Regions from separate parts of the Mus musculus genome. Here regions 2 and 3 are each linked to region 1. The links are chromatin contacts, called in public HiChIP or PLAC-seq maps. All regions are on one chromosome and are shown on one strand. The core of a region is the stretch at or near the end of the contact, and the rest is flanking DNA. Distances in the headings are between cores, read along the strand shown.

What was found. HiChIP or PLAC-seq counts read pairs in DNA pulled down with a chosen protein or histone mark.
Region 2: a FOXA1 HiChIP or PLAC-seq map of pancreatic cancer cells shows a contact between it and region 1. The contact joins two enhancer-like sites. A contact is called at or near these places in 1 of 39 promoter capture datasets (pre-B cells) and 1 of 115 datasets of contacts at active chromatin or transcription factors (pancreatic cancer cells).
Region 3: an HNF4G HiChIP or PLAC-seq map of pancreatic cancer cells shows a contact between it and region 1. The contact joins two enhancer-like sites. A contact is called at or near these places in 3 of 39 promoter capture datasets (liver and pre-B cells) and 1 of 115 datasets of contacts at active chromatin or transcription factors (pancreatic cancer cells).

Annotation. Positions count from the first base shown.
Region 1 is chr16:32,057,532-32,062,441 of GRCm38.p6, forward strand. All of the region lies in intron 1 of Pak2 (p21 (RAC1) activated kinase 2), which reads right to left. Among named protein-coding and RNA genes, the nearest start is that of Gm26419, 5.9 kb to the right of the region's middle. Within about 2 kb of position 2,755, at least 104 of the 459 cell types and tissues checked have an H3K27ac peak or open chromatin away from gene starts, as enhancers often do. A contact at or near this core is called in pancreatic cancer cells, where this site is marked.
Region 2 is chr16:32,819,707-32,824,616 of GRCm38.p6, forward strand. It overlaps Rubcn (RUN domain and cysteine-rich domain containing, Beclin 1-interacting protein), which reads right to left. Exons shown (of 19, transcript NM_172615.4): 18 at 4,673-4,766; 19 at 1,996-4,440. The coding sequence ends at 4,262. Among named protein-coding and RNA genes, the nearest start is that of Smbd1, 12 kb to the left of the region's middle. Within about 2 kb of position 2,570, at least 67 of the 459 cell types and tissues checked have an H3K27ac peak or open chromatin away from gene starts, as enhancers often do. A contact at or near this core is called in pancreatic cancer cells, where this site is marked.
Region 3 is chr16:32,711,628-32,716,537 of GRCm38.p6, forward strand. No RefSeq gene overlaps it. Among named protein-coding and RNA genes, the nearest start is that of Gm34766, 15 kb to the left of the region's middle. Within about 2 kb of position 2,509, at least 9 of the 459 cell types and tissues checked have an H3K27ac peak or open chromatin away from gene starts, as enhancers often do. A contact at or near this core is called in pancreatic cancer cells, where this site is marked.

The DNA.
Region 1 (4,910 bases), core at 1,505-4,004:
TGCTCTGCTCAGATAGACAGGTGACATCTCTCTCATAGCTATCTTGGTGGATATTTTAACTCTACTTGCATTCATGTATAGATATATATTTTGTCTTTTATATTTAAAAAAATTATGTGTGTGTGCTTGTGTGAGTTTTGCCTGTGTGGGGTTGCTCGAGGTAGCCAAAAGAAGACATCTGATCCACTGGAGTTGGAGTTACTAGAGGCTGTGAGTCACCTAATGTAGGTGCCAATAACTGAACTTTGTCCTCTGGAAGAAGCTATCTAGTCCCCTTGTCTTTGTTATTTAATCTTCTTGAGAATGTGTAAGCACACATTTGGAGGTCAAATGGTAACTTCATGGATAAGCCCTTGCTTTCCATGTTTTGAGCCAGGGTCTCATTTACCGCTGTGCATGCCAGGCTATCTGGCTCATGAGTTTCTGAGGAATTCTCCTGTTTCCATCTCTCTCTTCTTGTTATAGGAACACCAGGAATATGTACTACTATATCTGGCTTTACATGGGTTTTGGGGATCCAAACTAAGGCCCTGACACTAGCTTGGCGTGTTTTACCCACCAAACCATCTCTCCAGACCTATTTTTGCTTTTAAATCATCCATCCATCCATCCATCCATCTATCCATCCATCCATCCATTCAGGATGCACATGAAGGAGTATGTTAGGTCAGCAAACAACTTGAAACAGTGAATTTGCTCCTTTCTGTGTGGGTCCTGAGGATCAGACTCAGGTCATGAGGCTTGGAGACAGCTACCCTGACCATCTGAGCTCTCATCCATCTTATAAAAACTGTGGAGGACAGTGGTAGAAGATCCCTACTTTACATAAATTCTGATGTAAAAGTACGTATGTTAGAAAATCAAACAACTCCTCAGTAAACAAGGTATTGAATGGTAATTGAATCTTGATCTTTTGTGAGAAAACTTTTATCTACAATAAAAATGAGGCCAACTAAATCCACACAAAATTTAAAATAAACTTTATTTCTTCAAGTTAGCTCAAATTCTAGGACTTGGAGAAAAGCAGCTATAACCTGAGAACCGAGAGATGAGAACATTCTTACTTCCCTCTGAGTCCCGCAGCTCTTCTTTCCTTCACACTCGCTACTTGCTCTGGGGCATTACTTTGACACACATTACCTGCCACATTTCACAGGCGAGTATCAAGAAGTAAGAGACTTACCTAAAACATGACACAGATCTAATCCTAGTACCAGACCCCAAGCCTTATAAAAACCGTGGAGTATAGCAGTAGAAGATCCCTACCTTACATAAATTCTGATATTAAATTATATGTTAGAAAACCAACATTCCTCATGCTTTTCTCTATACTAATCCAGTGTGCTGGATGACTTCCGGAACTGAATTATAACTGTGACAATTAGTCAATAACTTACGTCACTTTTCTCCCCCAAGTTCACTCAGCCCAAAGGGCAAGGACTGTGCATACCTTAGACAGGACTGCCGACTGACTCATGTTGACCATGCTCTGCTCCCCAGTGAAGCCTATCCCTCCTGAATGTAGCAGTCCTTTTCTCACCCAGCCGTTCACTAGACACAGATAAAGCAGGTCACACTAACAGGGTTACCTTTGAAAAGCTTGTACTTGCCCCTCACTGCTGACTTATGGCCTTAGTCTCTTTCCCACAACGCAGCTTTTTGTGCACTGCTCCTACAGACAGTGTTAAGTGCCTAAAAAGTGCCTGGTAAGGTCCCAATAAAATTCTTTAACCTTATATTTTAGACAGGTACAATAGACACAAAAACAACTCACAGGACTGGAGATGAGGCTTAGTTGGTAAAGAGTGCCTGCTTAGTGGTAGTCAGTCCCTAGCACTGTACAAAACCAGACAAGGGGCGCATGCATCCTACCACAGAGAGGTTGGAGGCAAGAACTTCAAAGTCATTCTTGGATGCATGAAGAGTTGAACACAGGGCTGGAGAGCTGGCTCAACAGTTAAGAGCACCAATTGCTCTTCAAAAAGTCCCAGCAACCACACAGTGGCTCACAGCCATCTGTGAAGAGGGATCTGATGGCTTCTTCTGGTGTGTCTGAAGACAGCATACTGTCTGTATACATACTGTATATATAGTACAGTATACTCATATTCATAAAAATGAATGAATGAATAAATAAATAAATAAATCTTTAAGAAAAAAAATAATTGAACACAGCCTAAGATACATGAAATCCTGTCCCCAAACCAAGTCAAACACACTTCATAATAAAATGATAATATAGCCTATATTGTTTTACCACTACTCAAAAATGCTGTATGAAAAAAAAAAAAGTAAGTAGTGCCTCTCTCCAATCCTTTCACTTTTTGATACTTTTCAGTAACAAACAAGTAGGCAAAACAAAAAGTGTGCCAAAACACACTGTACTCTCTAAGAGGCCCATTGTTTAACTGTGATGAGCCTCAACACAATTCCTCAATTGTGTTCTGAAGAAGACCAGAAGTAGCTAAATACACGACAGAAATAAGGAAGTGGTGTCTGGACTCAGTCAGTCTAACTAGTGGAAATGAATTTATATTATCTACTGGGATCAGCTATGACACAGAAGTGAAAAACACATTACCAGAAAACATGGTTCATGATGCAAAATTTTACTTTATGTTTTCAGGAACTTACTAATATAACAACACTGACCAGAACTCTAACAATCTCTTTCTACACTGACACCATGGCATCCCAAACCTTACGAACCTCTGTGAGCTTAAGTACAGATGAGAACGAGCCCCGACTACCTGCAGGTGCGGCCATACACTGAGTCAGAGGCTCCCACACTGGAAAGGAAGTGTTCACCAGAGTATGCCAGTCAGAACATCAGGCCAAGATGGCAAAGCTCCAAAGCAAAGACTTGATGCAGAGAGGTGTAGGAACGCAGAGAAGACTTGTAAGGAACTCAGACAAACACAAGTTCATGGGACTGATCAAAAGATTTATGTCATGGGGCCAGGGAGATGGCTCTATGGGCAAAGATACTTTCTGCCAAGCCTGACAACCTGGTTCTTTCCATCTCCAGAAACTACATGGTGGAAGGAATGCTACACCATGTACAAATTTTCCTCTGACCTCCACACACATACATATACAAATCAAATAAATGTAAAAGCAAAAGTTTTAAAAATTTAGTATACAAACAAATGCTAGTAAATAAAACAAGATTTTAGTGAATCCAAAAACAAACTGAAAATAGATAGAGTGAGTGGGCCATTTATTACAGACCACTAATTCTCAACCTACTACATTAGGAGCCTACCTACTTTGGGAATTGAATATTTAGGACATCTGCTCATTCCAGTCAATCGTGCTCGCTCCGGTCAACTCCACTCGCCCAGTCCCTGCTCACTCCGGCCCAAAGATTTACTTATTATACATAAGTACACTGTGGCTGTCTTCTGACACACCAGAAGAGGGTGTCAGATTTCATTATGGGTGGTTATGAGCCACCATGTGGTTGCTGGGATTTGAACTCAGGACCTTTGGAAGAGCAGTCAGTGCTCTTACCCACTGAGCCATCTCACTAGTCCCAAACTTCTGTCTTTCTGCCTTCATCTTCCAAGTGCCAGGATTACAGGTATGCTTGACCATGCTACTTTTTAAGGTTTATTTTCTGTGTACAAATATTTGCCTGCATATATATGTATACGTGTGTGTGTGTGTGTGTGTGTGTGTGTGTGTGTGCACCCCATGCATGCCTAGTGCTGGTGGAAGTCGGCGGGGGTGGGGTTGTGGGGGGTTAGATTGCCTGGATCTGGAGTTACAGACAGACTGTTGTGAGCTGCCAGACGACCAGAACTGAGTAGTGACTGCTAACTTTCATCTTGTCTTTACACATTCAATGATAACTACAATGGGAACTTTCTGCATTGCATATTAAACATACTGACCAAATTAGGACACTGCCACTACATTACCTAATATGATGTATTTTATTCCTCTTCTGAGCTCTCTACTCCTGTGGGGAAGACACTAACTTTATAGATTTGCAGAGGGAGGATAGATAGAAAGGCTCCCAACATAGCTGGGGCTGAAGAATCAGCTGTGATTAACAAGATACCAGAACTACTAAAGCAAAAACTTTGCATTACTGGGACTTTTGATGCTGGTTAGCTGGAGCTAAGAAATTAGCGGTGATTAAGAAGAGACCAGCATCATTGAGGTGACATCTTCTGGGAAGTGTTTTCTGAGAGCACAGTGGCTGCGTTCCAGATATAGCCAAAGTTGTACCTTGTGCTCTGGCTGGACTTGGTAACGTGTAAGGGTCACCCAGGTGGTACTGGTTTTGAAGGCATGAAGGAGTTGAGCAGAGCAGCTGAGGCTTGGCACTGTGAGAGGCCATGGAAGGCCATTGGTGAAAGTGCAGCCTGGACTTTCCACCCTGCCTCAGCCTACAGATTGCTGGGATCACATGGGTACCACCATGTCTGGCATATCTTTTTTGCTTTATCTAAAAGTACATAGCAAGGTATTACACGGACAACAAAACCTGAAAATGTTTTTCTTTTCTTTTCTTTTCTTTTTAAAGATGTATTTATTTTTATTATATATAAGTACACTGTAGCTGTCTTCAAACACTCCAGAAGAGGGAGTCAGATCTCATTACGGATGGTCGTGAGCCACCATGTGGTTGCTGGGATTTGAACTTCGGACCTTCGGAAGAGCAGTCGGGTGCTCTTACCCACTGAGCCATCTCACCAGCCCGAAAATGTTTTTCAAATAAACAATGCTAGCCAATTTAAGCAAACTGCTACCATTCGTTGTTGTATCTTGAAAATAAAGTGAACCTTTCTGTTCAGACCCTTCCTTCAGTCACCAGGAAACTGATAACACTATGACTGATAACACTATGACTCTTTCACAAAGGTAGGGTGGGGGATGGCAGATATGCAAAGAATTTTGAA
Region 2 (4,910 bases), core at 1,320-3,819, 760 kb after region 1:
GGATAAAGCCTTCAATATAAAATCTAGGGTAACACAAACGTTTTGTCTATCGCACCAATTCTGAATATAAAGCCTAAAAGTGCTGGAAATAGAGGCATACTCCAGTAATCCCAGCACTTGGGAGACGCAGAGGCAAATGGACCAGTACAGTTGTTCTCAGCTATACAGCAAGTTTAATATTAATTAGCCTGAGTGGTGTGAGACCTCTTTTAAAAAGGGGTGGTAGGTATGGGAAAATTACACAGCAGGTAATAGCAATGGCTACGAAAGACTGATGACCCAAGTTCAGTCCTTGGGTCTGAAACTACCTTTCAAACCCATTTGATCCCTAGAATCTATGTAAAAAGTTGGATGTGGTGGTGTGCATCATCTGTAACCCAGCGCTCCAACACTGAGATGATAGGAAAATTACCCAGAAGCCTGAGGGCCATCTAGTCTGGGGTATGCAGCACAACAGACACATCAGAGACCTCCCACTCAAAAAAGGAGGAGGGTTCATTCCCCAAAATTATCACGTGACCTATACAGGCGCCTGCATTCACAAACACTGTTTTAAATGTAAAACTGTAATTAGCTGTGACGGGTGCACATTTGTAATCCCAGCATCTGGGGGCTGTGGCAGGAGAATTTTGAGGCCAGTGTGGGTTACAAGACATAAACAGAGCCAGGCATTGGGGCGCACACCTTTAATCCCAGCACTTGGGAGGCAGAGGCAGGTGGATTTCCGAATTCAAGGCCAGCCAGGGCTACACAGAGAAACATAGTCTCAAAAAAAAAAAAAAAAAAACCCCAAAAACAAACAAAAACCTATAAACAAATCCGAATCTGTAAGTCCTTTTCTGTTCTTGTCTTGTCCGGTCCTCACACAGGCCAGCTCCTGTTTAGAGATTTTGGCCTGAGCCCCGATCTGGGGGAAGGACTTGCATAACCACTCTTAGGAATGTCACCTTTCTCTGGTCCTGGATTTGTTTGAAATAGCATTTTATCTTTTCTTTGTAGCCATCAGTGGAGATTATCGCCAGCTGTCCCTTACAGGCAGCTGGTTCTACGGTTCCCGAGACCCGTCAATGCTCAAAATCTTTCATATAAAATAGCTTAATATTTGTAGGGAATCTACTCGTATCACATCTTATTCCTATCATATATTTATCTCTATCATATATATTTTAAATGTCTATATAACTCATAATAGCTAATAGAATGTAAATAGCTACTACAGTGTGTTCTTAAATTTGTGGTAGCTTTTACTGTATTTTTTCTAAATATCTTGGCTTTTTGAGCCTCCCAAGTGCTAGGATTATATGTCACCATGTTCAGCTTTTTAACCAAGACCTGCAGGCACAGATGGCTGACTATCCATTCACTTTGGTGATTTCGTGCAACATCTGTGGGCCACACAGGTGTTTTACTTCCTTATGGGAGGGCCTGTCTCCACTTTGCTCTCTGCTCTAGCCCCGCAGACTACCACAGACATTGGTGTGTAGTGGGTAATGGAATATTTGTTGAAAGTGAATGAACAGGAAGAAGCTGGTGAGACCCCAGACAACTGAGAGAACAGTCAGCATTTGTGCAGGAGTGGGAGGAATGGAATTCGATACAGCCAAAGAAAAGGACAATCAACAAACTTGATGTCAGAAGTGTGAACTGACCCCTTCCTATGCCAGGAAGTCAGCTTTCAGAGCCGAGTCACCAACGGTAAGGTTTGCAGAGATAAATGTTGGTTTTAGACCACGGTGGGAGATGACAGAGAGACATCTAAAGAGCCACGTGTATAGTGTGTGATGGTGTGTGACCTATCATCCCAGCAGAGGCAGGAGGATTCCACGTTTGAGGCCAGTCTGGGATACATGGTGAGACCCTGTGTTTAAAACCCAACAACAATAACCTTAATAGAACAACTAACAAAAGAGTCACGTGGAGGAGAGTCCACAAAAATCACAGGAATTTTCAGATGCAGTCGCTTTTCAGTAAACACACAAAACCATTCCACAGTCGTCAAGGCAGGTAAATAAAAGGCAAGATTTATTTTCCTTAGTTTATTAAAGATGACCATGGACTGTCAGGATGTGCGTAAATTACAGCAGGTGAGAATCCAGTTCTAAACACAGGTTGTACACAAACAGCGTTTTCATTTAGACTCTTGCTCCTTTTCTCTTCGGCAAAAGCTCTCCAGCCCTCAGCAGAGGACGAAGGGCCCCTTAAGTGCAGAGCACTTGGAGCTGTCCCCTCTGTACAGAGTGCTGCTCCCCTCCCTAAGCTCCATCCCCACCTCCCATCAGTGTAGCAGGGGATCCTCAGATACTGTAAGTGACAAAGTGCTTTCACCACACCCCCTGCTCCGGCTCCTCAAATAAACAGACATGGGTATTTGGTGAGTAATGACAGCGGACTCAGGAGCTCTAGAAGGTATGTGACCTAGAGGGATGGGGTGGGGTGGGGAGGTGGAAAGGAACAGGGACGTCAGTGAGGCTGCTTGAGCCTTTGTAGACTGGGAGCATGGGTGGAGTCTCCTCCAGTGTGGTGACTTCACTGAGCAGCTGGACGGAAGTCAGCCAGGAACTGGACCTGGAGTCAGAGTCTGTCTCTGAGGTCTGACTCAGTGATAAGTGAATTGGGAGGGATTTCTAACCAGCTCTGCAGAACTGGCTCTGGCCTCGGCTTTCTGCCTCATCGACTACTGAGAGCAGTCCCAGTCCATGTAGTTGTCAGATCCCAAGTGTGAGGCAGAGGAGCCACACCTTGGAACTAGCCTGGCATGCTCCCTCTTGCTCTGCTGGAGCTCAGCTTGGCTGTTATGTCATGCCCCTTCTGCCTCTCTGGGAGATCCCTCGTTCCCTCTAAGCACAGCTACCTGTCAGCTTCCATCAACAACATGCAACTCCATTTGACGGCTTGCGACACTGCCTGGACCAATGATTTTACTAGCGGTCAAGTACAGGAAGCCACAGGCCAGCTCCAGAACAAGAGGGCTGTGGATTAAGTTCACAGAACTGCCAGGCTCTGAGAGGCAGCCCTGACCAGTGTTTACCGAGGTCGGTGCTGCAGCAACTCAAACACCACCACCATCATGTGCAGCCTAGTCCAGGGCAATTCCCACAAAAAATGCACATTAGGTGATAGGGGAAGAGTCTATTAAAATTAGTACCATGAAATGGATGGTTTGACATAGATTACAAAGCTGAAGAGTTAGTTAACTGCATAAAGGTCCTGTTACTCTGAGCAAACAGACACATTCACAAACTGCCAAGTGCTTTACTTAGTGCTACTAGTTGGCTGGCTTCCCCCAACTCTGAGAAAAGAAACTAAGGCAAGAGATCAGCCAAGAGGAAGGGCTGCAGCTCTCTGGAGGAAGGGGACAGAGAATGGAGTTGGGTCATATCAGTACTGGAACCACAATGACCACATAGTCGTACAGAGCAGTAAGGAACCCACTATTCAGATGGTGGGAGGGGTTTCTATCCTCGCCTTAGGTAGCATCAGGGACTTGCCTGAGCATGAAGCACACCTGCACTCACGATAGTTAACTGAGAGACTGACCACCCCGGAGGAGATGCCTATCTGAAAAAGCCGCCCCTTAAGCACCAGCTGTAGCCGCACTTATAGGCTTGTGGCCTGACCTAAGACTCGGATCTGGTCTTTGATCCAAGCCCACCAGAGTACACAAACCAGCTTGTGCCCACCTATGCCAGGAATATTTGAAACAGGGAAGTCATGGTTGCCCTTTGAGATCCCGAAGATGCTAGAACAAGGATGGTTCTGTTCCTACCTGCCCTGCCCCCCCGTATACCTAAGTGGCCAGACAGAATGCCCGTTGTATACCCCCCTTCTCTCCCGTGACTCAGGGCACAGTCTTAGTCTCTGTTAGGACTAGGCCTAAGAAAAGACCATTCTCCTGCTTCAGCAGCAAAGGAGAAGGTCGCTGGCTGAGAGAGGCCTGGCTCAGACTCTGAGGAACTAAGTCAACAGTGGGTATGATCGTTAGCTGCAGCTGTAACCAGATCTGGTCCTAGTAGAAGAGGCCGAGCGGGTCAGAACTGGGTCTCGATGTCCATTCCCCTGACAAAAATACCCAGTGCCCACAGACAGCTGTCACAAGAGACTGGATCCATCAACCAAGAAAGGTTGCCTACACTTGGACAGCAGACAAGTCATAAAAAATGACAATATATATATATTTAAAAGGCCCCACCTTCCTTGAAGGTGTGGCTCAGTCTATATCTGACCCTCGCCAGACCCTTACACAAAGGGCTTAGTGCATTCCTCAGGTGGTCTCTAGGACGGTGGCCTCTAGAGCCAAGGCTTCTGTGGGCTCCTCCTCATAGTCAGACAGGTAGGACTCCAGGCTCTGCTTGGCCAGCAGCTCCCGTCGGGCCTGCAGCCGCTCACACCGGGGGCAGCGTCCAGACTTGAAGCAAGTTTTATGGTAACACGCTTTACACTCTGTTCATTCCGGTTGAAAAGGAGAGAGAAGAAAATGATTCGTATTATCCTGGGCTGGAAGCAACTCCCTACTACAGCTGCTCCTCCTCACCACAGCTGCTCCAACCCACCACAGCCGCTCCTCCCCACAGCTTGTGCTCCGGGCTGGAGCATGGAGTCACTCACACCACACTCCTGCTAACAGAGGACTCACGGGGAGTACAGCGGCTTCCCATCTAGCAATGGCCCTCACCTTCACAAGTCCGGCACTTATGCAGCTCAAAAGGAAAGATGACATCCTCCTCATTCTGACAGAATTCACAGATGAAGCCCTTGGCCTGACACAGCTGTGGAGAGAGTGACAGGAAAAGTGAAGGGCTGGCTCCAGAGGGTGAACTCCAGCGAGGGGAAGCAAGTCATAAATAAACCTTTGAGCAGGTGAAGGGTCTATTGTCTGTGACATACAGCCTCGGGCTGGACTTGTGAGTATG
Region 3 (4,910 bases), core at 1,259-3,758, 650 kb after region 1:
ACCCCGCAGGGTCTCGTGCAAGGGATGGTAGGCGTTTTTTTGCTATGATACTAGACACCAGGCTCCTGACACGAGGCTGTAGCTCTCCACTCCATAGGTCTGTGGCCATCAATCACGCAAGGGCAGCGCCTCAAGCCGGTCTACAGGTAGAGGACTTGACCACAGATCCCGTAGCCACAAGACAGATCTCCATTTTAATGAGGTACCTAAAGACCTGGAGGCGTAGCCAATAAACTCTCCTTCCCAGACACTCCTCCCTGCAAAAGGTATTTAACCTCAGGCCTGCCCTGAGAAAATGGGGTTCATTTTTTACTTATCAACTCCCCCCCCCCATGACAATAATGTCTTAAAACTATGGACTGTCTCTTCTCATGGAGATCTGAAGCAATGGAGCAGGCCTTTCTCGAAAGAGCTGCATCTAATCTCCCTCAGGAGGCCTCACTGTGCTCTGAGCCATGGATGGACTCCACCAAGCTAAGCCGCCCCCGCCAAGGATGCTCCTCCCCAAGGGACCCAGCCAGAGCTCTCCTCCCCCCTTTCCCCTTGGGCCCTGGGCTAGAGCCAGACTGCGGGTCCCCACTCCTTTCTCAGCTCTTCTGTGGCATCCAGCGGCATCTGTGGTGCCCAAGAGTCTGAGAACCTGCCATCCCTGGCCCCCCCCCCCCCCCCGAGGCAAATCCAGCAATCCCCCAGGACCTTAGATTGTGCTTCCGCAGCTCTGGAACAGGGTTCCTCGGCTTCTCACAGTCCAACGCCCATCCTGTGACGCCATGGGGAACGAGCAGTCAAGACTTCCCTTGTCCTGCCTTGCCGAGCGGCCCAAGCCCCAAGCGGTCCTGGGCCATCTTTTAACCCACATCTATGCACCCACTGATAGACATCTGGGCTGTTTCCGTTTTCTAATTGTTATGAATGAAACATCAGTGAATATGAATATGCAGGTTATAGAATTCTTTGAAGACATACCTAGGAATGATATAACTTTGTTTAATTTTTATTTTTTTGAGACAGTGTCTCACTGTATCCCTGGCTCTCCTGGAGCTCACAGAGATTTGCCGACCTCTGCCTCCTAGATGGTGAGATTAAAGTTGGGTCCCACCATATCCAGCAATATTCTGTCACTGACAAAATCACTTAGACTTACACAAAAAACTCAATGTTTTAGTAGACATGGGTACCACGGAATGGCTACATTGTGATGCATATTACTTCATGTTTTATAATTCTTTGTAGAGAGAATATTTAAATGTATTGTCTTAACAATTTTCAAACTTATAGCATGCTGCTACTAAGCTGCTTTAAGCATGTTGTGGTCATTGTGATATATATATATATATATATATATATATATATATATACACACACACACAACTCTCTTGAACTTAGTTCTCCAATTTCACTGAAATTTCGTGTCCTTTGGTCAACGCCTCCTTAACCTGGTCAAGTTGAGCCTTTAGCGCCTACCATTTGACTGTGGGCTTGTACACATTTGATGATTTTAGAGCCTGCATAAGAGTGAGTTTGTTTTTCTGTGGGCAACTTTTTATCACTTAACACGGCATTCTCCAGGTTCATCCACGGTGCAGCAGATGACAGGACGTCATGTTTGTCCAGCTGATTAGTATGTTCTTTTCATATGCACCTCATCTTCTGTACCCACGCCCTGTATGTTTATCCAACTGTCCACTGTTAAGGGACACAAGGTCGCTGCCATCTCTTGGCTGTGGCGTACGCTGAGTGTAGATGTCTCTTCAACATACCAGTCTGACATCCTTTGGATAAACACCCACCTGAAATGAGATTGCTGAATCCGGTGGTTGTTGCGATTTTAGTTTCTTGAGGAATCTCTGCATCGTTCTTCAGGATGGCTAATTCTCATCCCTCCTGAGCACGCTCGAGGGTTCCATTTTCTCTCCATTCTCACCACCGCTTACCTTTCTTTTCGTTGATAATAGCTGTTCTGATGTGTATGAGACCTTCATTCTCTGTGGCTTTAATGTTTATTCTCCGGCTATTATTGGTGTTGAGCCAATTTCTAAATGCCCTTTGGCTATTCCTAATCATACCTCTGAGAACGCCTGCCCAGATCCTCTGTCTATTTTTAAATCAGGGTATTTGTTTTCATGATTAAGTCATTTGGCGTCTGTAGAGGTGTTTGCAAAGAAGCCTTATTGGGTATGGAGCCCACAGCTCTTTTCCCTCCGTGCACAGGGATGCCTTGCCTGTGCTATTTGCTTTGCTGTGCAGGGGTTTTTAGGTGACTGTACAATCTCTCTTGTTCTCTTTCGCTTTCATTCACTTTGTTCTTGGGATCATGGCCACCCCCCCCAAAAAAAAAACCAAAAAACAAAAAACAAAACAAAACAAAAACATGGCCCAGATCGATGTCAGAAATCTCGTCATGTTTTCGTCTAGTAGTTTTGTGGCTTCAGGTCTAGGATTTCAGCCTTTAATCCACCCTGAGATGAGGTACATGGTGTGAGAAGAGAGGGCGCCTTCATTCTCCTGCCTAAGACAATCCAGAGCTCTCAGCACATTTGTGGAAGAGACTCTCCTTTGCACCCTGTTCTCAGCATCTCTGTGGAAAATCAGTTTATTTCTCAGCTCCTTACTCTGTTCCACTGATCTGTGCCTATTTTGGATCTGGGGTGTACTATTTTCATTACTGAGCTTTTAGAGTTCGAGAAAGGTAATGTACTGAAATGCTAATTATAGTAGAGAATACATAGTTCTTGTGGGGTGTGCGTGTACGTGTGTGCGTGTGCGTGTGTGTGTGTGTGTGTGTCCACTTTCAATGATGGCCAATGCTGGGGTTGGATGGCAAAGGATTTGCTGCACAAGCCCGAGAACCTGAGTTTGGATCCCCTGAATCTAAGAACAGACATAAATCCCAGTGCTCTTATAGTAAAACAGGGGTTAGAGACAGGGGGATTACCAGGAGCTTGAGGGCCAGCTAGCCTGGTGTATATGTCAGAAAAACAACAGAGAGACTGTCATAAATAAGGAGGACGGTGAGGGTGCACCCACACAGTGTGCATGTGTGTGTATGTGTGTGCGCATACAGGCATGTGCACGCACACACAGAATATAAACTTTTAGAAGAAAGAAAAAAAATTAAAACTATGAAAAAGTAAGATAATGAGGATAAGAAGGAGGTTGGCCTGGAGTTTGTGACCGTTCCCTCAGCTGGATAGTTATGTTTTATTCTGTCACCAAGCAGGAGGTGGCTTAAGCTATTGCCCTTCAGGAGACTTTGGCTGCCTTCAGGTGCGGACCACTATGGAGACAGAGACTTGTGTGGCCTCAAGGTACCCTCTGGAGGACCATGAGGAGCTGGAGGCAGGCAGTGCCCTGAGGCGCAGAGGCTGCTGGCTCCTCAGTCTCAGGCTCTCGGGGATGGAGGAAGCTGGTGCTCGCCAGCCCTTATAGACAGCGTAGCTAGTTATGAAAGGCACCCTCACCCTTTCGGTTAGAATCTCCCCAGGCTAGAGGGCCTGGGCCTTTCCTTGGGTAGATGTGCAGAGCTGGCGGTTCATTGGTGGGGGAAGAATGGATGGGTATGGTGGCCCCGGGGTGGGAATTCATGTTTTAACAGATTGGGTAGCTAGAACGGTATCTGGAGAAGAGGCAGTAGTAGAAAGCGGGGTGTGGGGGTGTGGGGGGATGGGGGCTCAGAACTGGGTGTCAGAAGTTAGTCATGGAGTTGCAGAGGGGAGTAGAGGGTCAGTGGATTGGGGGAGGGGTGAACTGAAGTGCTGCGTCCGGGAGGAAGGCGGGGACTAGCTGGATATATGATAAGGACCGTATAAGAAAAAAAGGTCTTTTAACAGTTTGCATCATCAAAACCGAGAAGGAACGGACTTCTCTTGGTCCCCTTTGCTGAAGAGGCTCTGGCTGCCAGCATTGCACAGAACCTGGCGGGGGCGCTGTAGAGCAGCGCTTCTCAATTCCGTGTGAGATCCACTCCGTCGTTCCTCAGGAGCTTGTACACCTTTTGGGGAGACAAGGTCTCTTACTGGGATCTGGGCTGATTATAGTGTGCTGGCCTGCTGTTGAACCGCAAATTTCTTCCTGTCCCCACCTCTCCAGTGCTGGGCTGGGATTATAAGGGTGTACCTCCATGCCTACATTTTTGCGTGTGTGCTTGGGACAAAGGAAGGTCCTCATGTTTGTTCAGTAAATACTTTTTGACTGTACCATCTCAGACCTTCAGACTTTAATTTTAGATAAAAAACGTGTGTGTGTGTGTGTGTGTGTGTGAGAGAGAGAGAGAGAGAGAGAGAGAGAGAGAGAGAGAGAGAGAGATTTTCCCTGCATCTATGTCTGTGTACTAGGTACATGCCTGAAGCCTGAAGAGGTCGGAGAGGGTATTGGACCCCTGGAACTGGAGTTACCAATAGTTGTGAGGCACCATATGGATACTGGGAACCAGACCCAGGTCCAGGTCTTCTGCAAGAGTAGCCAGTACTGTTAACCTCTGAGCCATCCCTCCAGCTCCCCACCAACCCCAGAGCCCCGAGAGGCTGTGGCAGTAGCCGCTGCTGCTGCTGCTGCTGCCGCCCTGCTGGTGGTTGGTGGTTGGAGATTTTCAGATGATGAGGATCATACTTGCCTCAAGGAAGTCAGCTCCCCTAATCTAACAATATCAATGCCCCCTTTCCCCCTAACCTTCTCTCTCTCCTACCTAGTGTTGTGGGGTCAGAAGGGATGAGGGTGGAGTAGGGCTGCAGAGAAAAAGGAATAAAATTGTCAAAAGTACAGTTACACACAAACCTGCAACAACAGACATGCCATGTTGCCATAATCCATACAGATACGCAGATCATCAAAACACAGGAGCCAGTTCACCTCAGCTCTCCTAACGGTCCTTGGTGTAGCCCAGGGAGGCTCTGTGGTTGTGCCAGGAGGTC